Linked DNA regions of Macaca mulatta: region 1 is linked to region 2. The links are chromatin contacts, called in public Hi-C maps. All regions are on one chromosome and are shown on one strand. Each heading gives the region's core, a stretch centred on a gene start, on an enhancer-like site or on the middle of the called end of the contact. The rest is flanking DNA. Distances are from core to core; before and after follow the strand shown. Region 1 has its middle 22 kb from the start of CEP63. Region 2 has its middle 54 kb from the start of MIR6827.

The links. Hi-C and Micro-C count contacts between places; a contact is called where the count stands out from the background.
Region 1: a contact with region 2 is called in a Hi-C map of sperm, with 5 times the contacts expected there. The contact joins two enhancer-like sites. A contact is called at or near these places in 9 of 14 Hi-C or Micro-C datasets (CD4 T cells, blood, cortical neurons and 6 more).

Annotation. Positions count from the first base shown.
Region 1 is chr2:37,505,441-37,508,602 of T2T-MMU8v2.0, forward strand. No RefSeq gene overlaps it. Among named protein-coding and RNA genes, the nearest start is that of CEP63, 22 kb to the right of the region's middle. Within about 2 kb of position 1,776, at least 13 of the 40 cell types and tissues checked have an H3K27ac peak or open chromatin away from gene starts, as enhancers often do.
Region 2 is chr2:37,356,795-37,359,773 of T2T-MMU8v2.0, forward strand. No RefSeq gene overlaps it. Among named protein-coding and RNA genes, the nearest start is that of MIR6827, 54 kb to the right of the region's middle. Within about 2 kb of position 1,352, at least 16 of the 40 cell types and tissues checked have an H3K27ac peak or open chromatin away from gene starts, as enhancers often do.

The DNA.
Region 1 (3,162 bases), core at 526-3,025, 150 kb after region 2:
TGAAGAATGTCACTGCTTTATGCATTTTTTTTTTCCTTTTCTGATTTCAGACAAAATGATCCTCTTCTCCAAAACGGTTGTTTCGGCCTCCTATTTTAACCCTGCCAATCAGACTCCGAGACATAGACCCACGGGCTTGTTTCTGGGCTCTCTCCTGGGACATCCTGTCAAGAAAAGTACCTCATGTCTCTAGCCAGGACTGCAGTTTCTGATTGCAAGCTTTTTCTTTTTCTTTTTCTTTTTCTTTTTTTTTTTCTTTCTTTCTTTTTGAGACAAGTTTGTGCTCTGTCACCCGGGCAGGAGTGCAGTGGCATGAACCTTGAACTCCTGGGCTCAAACAATCTTTTTTCCTCAGCTTCTGGGTAGCTGGGACTACAGGCACATGCCACCACACCCCACTAAGTTCTTCTTCATTTTTTTTTTTTTTTGAGACGGAGTCTCGCTCTGTCGCCCGGGCTGGAGTACAGTGGCCGGATCTCAGCTCACTGCAAGCTCCGCCTCCCGGGTTCACGCCATTCTCCTGCCTCAGCCTCCCGAGTAGCTGGGACTACAGGCGCCCGCCACCTCACCCGGCTAGTTTTTTGTATTTTTTAGTAGAGACGGGGTTTCACCGTGTTAGCCAGGATGGTCTCGATCTCCTGACCTCGTGATCCGCCCCTCTCGGCCTCTCAAACTGCTGGGATTACAGGCGTGAGCCACCGCGCCCGGCCTCTTCTTCATTTTTTAAAGTAGAGGCAGGGTCTTGCGGTGTTGCTCAGGCTGGTCCCAAACCCCTGACCTCAAGCAATCATTCCACCTTGGCCTCCCAAAGTCCTGGGATTGCAGGCATGAGCCACTGTGCTCAGCCTCCAGTTCCAATTCTGTCTTGGTTTCCCCATCTGCAAAGGAAGGATTCTGTAGTGGATGTTTTTATGCTTCTTTCAATCTCAGGCTCTGATTTGTTCTGGCATCTAAACGGATGTCAGCTATTCCTCCTCCAAAAACCTCAGAGAAGAAAATTCTCAAGTCCATGGTTTCTTTTCTTTAATTTTTATGCCTAATAACTCTGTAAAAATTTCTTCCTCCCATCGCATAAATCCTTTCCCATTCAATCAAATGTCCTTGAAGCAGAAACACATGCCTACTCCGGCAACCACACAGATAGTTGACCTTCGCACACTGGTTGATGTAGGGTTTTGCTCCTCTTCTTCATAAATGTTGGCTACCATAATTATTCAAATTTTCCCAGAATAAAGATTATAGGTGTAGTGGTATGGTGTGAGGAGGCTGGGCTTCAGCTGGGGCAGCTGGCTCCTCAGTTTCCTTTTCCCCAGAGGTAAGGTGGGGACCTGCCCTCCTGGGCCGCAGGGCTGTTGTGAGGATGAACTGAGATGCACCAGTAGAGTGGCTGTCTTCACAATATGTGATTATGTTGCATCCTGTCACCTGCTGGCCCAAGGACAGGGATCTAATTGTGTACTGAGACCCCTTGGGAAGTGCTTTTAGATCCCTATGGAATCCTTAGTGGAATGAGATGGGCTATAAATACATGAAGAAAATAGGTAGAGTGAAAATAGAGACTTCTGGAGAATCTGGTTTCCTGTGACTCCGCTGGGGTGCTGGGTGGGAGCGCTTTTTCAGAGCACGGAGACTTTCTTTGTACCTCCCCTCATTCCCTCATTCCCCTATTCCCCAGGGTTAAAAAAAAAAAAAAAAACTTTCCCCGAACTTTCCCATTCCTCTGCCCTGGCTGCTAATGCTGAAATTCCATCTTGTGTTTGTTGTCACCCGCAGGTCTGTTTCCATGGTTACCCAAATTCCAGGCACTGGCCCCAGGCCCACCACAACGCATCCCTCAAAGTCTCTTTGGCAGAGGAAAAACATTTCTCCTTGCTGCGGCAAGTCAGAGCCAGAATCTCGGGCTCTCCTGTTTCCAAAGCCCCCACTACACCCTCATTCGTGTGTGATTTGCATGTTTAGGTGGTTCTGCTCAGCGTCGTTTTTTGGCAGGGGGGTGAATAAGCACAATATAAGAGTTTCCTTCATTTCTCTTCTCCTCATTTGAGCTAAGGAATTACTTTCTTGTACCAAACATTACACCCTTGGAAAACACTCCAGATGGTTCTCATTAAAATTCCAATTCCTTTTTTTTTTTGCAATTAATTTTTCCCCATTCTCCCCAAACTACTATCTCAAAAATAAACACCAGCCTGAGGAGCAAGTGAGGGGTCTGTGAATAGCAGCTCCAGCGAATGGACTCTGTCAGAGACCCGTGGTGTGGCCCTGAAGGGGCCTGCAGCTTCTCTTCTTGCCAAGGGTCACTTGGCCCTTCATAGGGATGCCAGGGGTAGCAGCCCCGTGGCTTCATCACCGGAGAGAGTCCAAACACACATGGGGGGCATGTTTATAGGGATGAACATGAACACACAGGGATGCCGAGTGCAGCAACCCTGGGCACTGTCACCAGGGAGCGTCCAAACACATGTAGGGGGGCATGTTCGATGGCAAAGGTGCCTTAAAGGGGCCATGGGCTCTGCTGCCTCTGCAGGAAGAGGGGCAGAGGGCCAGCTAGGCCTCTGTTCCCCAACAGGCTGGGCCCAGACCATGCCTTGCAGAGGGGCTGTCCACCTTGTTTAGTGTACAGGGAGGCCTCTGCAGATTTCTAAAGACACTGGCCACAGGAGCGAGGCGATACTTACTCTAACAAGCGTACAAGGAGAGATTGCCAATGCCTTTTGGCCATAATTGAAGATGAGCAAGTCACAGGCTTTGCTCCCACATCTGGAAAAATCTGCATGCACAAGAAAAGAATGTGTGTGTCCAATGATGTGTATTTGATGTGTTTTTATTTCTAACTTTGTTATGAAAAATTTTAAAAGTACAGAAAAGTTGTAAGAATGGTACAATGAACAGCCATATCACTCCACTTAGATCCAACGAATGTTCCATTTTGTCATTTTTTCTTTCCCTCTCTCTCTTTCTAGATACACGGAGAGATAAATACATACCCTTTGCTTAGACATTTGAAAGTTGGGATCTTGTCCCTATAGCATTTTATAACCTAGTAATCTATGCATTAATGAAATCATATAATGCAGTCATGCACTTCATGACAATGTTTTGGTAAACGATAGACTACATATACAATGGTGGTCCCATAAGATTATAATACCAGGTCAGGTG
Region 2 (2,979 bases), core at 102-2,601:
CCCCTGCCAGGTAGGAAGGGGACCACTTTATTTTCCTGCTCTGAGAGGCTACGAAACCAACCAAGCAAGGCAAGTCAGCCATCAAGCTCAGCTACCCATGCAGCGCTCCTGACTTCCCACCCTTCCTCCAGGCCGGGTGTCTGCCAATCAGAGTCTGGATTCTGTTTTCCCGCCTTTCCTGGCAGCACAAACCACGCTCGGATGGTGAGCAATGCAAGTTCCAGGCATGCCTTGCTGCATTACTGGGTTCCCAGGTGTCACTTCATTCACAGGGTGAGTCCTTCACAGGTCTGTGGGCTGATAAACATGCAAATTTTCCCAAGCAAATGATGTTAGGCCGTGGCACTTTTCCCACTGAGAAAGCTCCCCATCAACAAGCTGGGAAAATGGGTGAAAGCCCATGCTTTGCCCGCCCTGGGAAGCACACACTGGCCGGGAATCTGCGCAAGGCCCCCTGCAGGGACAAGCGGACATCATACACTCCTGCCTGGAGTCCCTGCTGGACGGCAGGAACTTCCGCAGGCCTGTGGTCTGGCTTTAGGGAACAGTCCATTTGCTCACTTGATTCCGTGGAGTTTCCACGTCGGCGCAGCTGTGTGTGTGAGCTGGTGTGTGTGATCCGAGTGGTTTCTATACCGTTGTGGAAACCCCCAGCCCAGTGGTTATGGATTTTCTTGGGGCCTCAATTCTCCCCAGGAGCGTGATCCTCACTACAGGGGAGCGGCGCTTTATCTGGCGGGGCGGGTGGACACTCCTACAGTGTTACTTTGACCCATTTTCTCGCAGTTTCCAATTCAGAGCCGCAGGGACTGGCGGACTGCGTTTCCTTCTCTGAGCCCTCTGCAGAGCCTCCGGGCGGGGCAGGCAGGGCCGAGGCTGCAGCGGGACCTCCGACCCGAGGCGCCTGCTTGGGAGCCGACCTCGGGCGCCTGGAGCCCTGGCGGGAGCCCCAGGGGGTGCGGGCGTTTGAGGGGGTGCGGGCGTTTGAGAGGGCCACGGCCGCGCCCGGGGGATGGTGGGGGCGGGGCGGGGAAGCCTGGAGATGAAGGAGGTGTTTGTCACCAAGGTTCTAAGGCGCCGTGGAAGGTTTTTACCTGTTTTCATTGGGAGCAAACAACAAAACTAAAAGCGATGGAGGCGTAGGGCTGCAGAAACGGAAGCAGCACTGTGGCGAAGCCGGACGCTTCCCGGGGAAGAGGGAGAGGGGACGCTCAGACTCAAAAGGCGGGCTGGGCGCGGAGTGGGGCAGCCGCCGGGGGGCGCCCGCACTGGCTGGTGCTCGGGCCCGGGGAGGGAAGAGGCGGGGCGGGAGCCAGGGCTGCGCGCTGGCCGCGGCGCGAGGAATGCGGCCTTTGGCTGGTGCCGGGCCGGCATTCCGGCCGGCGCAGGAATGTGAACAGGGTGTTCACTGCGCGCTCTGAGCGCACAAGTTTGTTCTCCTCCCCTTGGAGAACGCCAGCCCCTTCTGTGCCACCCCGCCACACAGAGCCCCCGGCACGTCCGTCCGTCCGTCCGTCCGGGTGGAGGACAGGGCCCCGAGGGCCGCCGACCAGGAGGGACTTGCAGGAGGCACCGGACAGGGGTGCGGCGAGACCAGTCGCGGTGGAGGAAAGGAGGGAAGCCCGCAGTGGTCCGCTCAGGCACTGAGGAAGCTGAGCCAGTAGCTCAGAGGAGATAGGACCTACCCCTCTCCATCATCAGCCTCAAGGGGCACAGGGTTCAGATCCCAAAATGTGCCCATTTATTGTGGGCACAATTGTGAATGGCAAGACCTGAGGAGAGAAGGGGGAAAGCAGACCGTCTAGTTTAGGATTAGGTGCTTTCTGATCGGCCAGGGAGTGACTGAATACCTAACAGCATTTAACTCATTCAACAAATATTTACCGAGCCTCTGCTCCGTGCCAGTCCGTGAGATTAATTCTGGGGGCACAGAGGTGAAGTCATCCTGTCCTTGAGGGGCTGACATTCTGATCCTCTAGACAGTCTCTGAAACACCCAGGGAGAGGTGGGGGAAGCCCAGGGTGTGGGGGAACAGTGAGGAATAACCCAGATTGGGGGTGGAGATCCAGGAGGGCTTCCTGGGAGAAGCTGCAAAGTGACCCGGAAGACCACTAGGAGTCAGCCCAAAAGATGGGAGAAGAAGAGTATTTTAGACAGACGGAACCTTATGTGCAGAGGAAGAGCCTGTGGTGCGATTGGCCCCCAAACGGAGCATAAGTCTGCTCCTGGCCTCTCCCCATGCCTGCCAAAGGCCCAGCGGAGTCACAGTAAGGGTCAGGGTGTCCACCTCCGTCCACCCATGATATTGATTCGTCTATGGAGCCCGTCTTCTGCAAGAGGCACAGCAGTGGCCTGTTAAGAGTGAGAAGAGAATCAGGACTCAGCACGCTGCTGTGGGAGTATTGTGGGGACTGACAGATAATGCCCATAAGCATCTGGCGTGGGGCTTAGCACCTAGTAGGCGCTCTGTGTACATTGGCTGGTCTCTCAGCACCTTGCCTGATTGACTCCTCTTCCCCTTCGTGATACTGATTTCTGGTTCCGAAAAGGCAGCTGTCCAGCTCTTCATCCCTGTGGAGGGGCCTGCCCAAAGAGAAGACCATGCGGGTCTAGTCATGGAACTTCCTGATTTTTGTCCCTCCCTGATTGGGGGGTGGTAGCATGCAGGACATGAGACTGGCATGGTGGAGGGCATCATAAAGATCCTGAAATACATCCAGGGAACCCGATGCTGTAGGCAAGGAGGAATTGGAGCAGAGGAGGGCCTTGCTTGCAGGTGCAGCGTGGGAGATTGGCCCAAGGGCTGAGAACAGGATGAATGAAGCAAGGAGGGTCAGGGCCAGGAAGACTGAACTTGGGCAATATCCAGGAAAGGACTGATGGGAGCTCGGAGGGCAGGGACAGAAAGCAGAGCTGGGAGGTTGTCACTGGGGAGGTAGAGGAGATCAGACCCTTCAGCTGATTAGCTGAAAGGTGGGG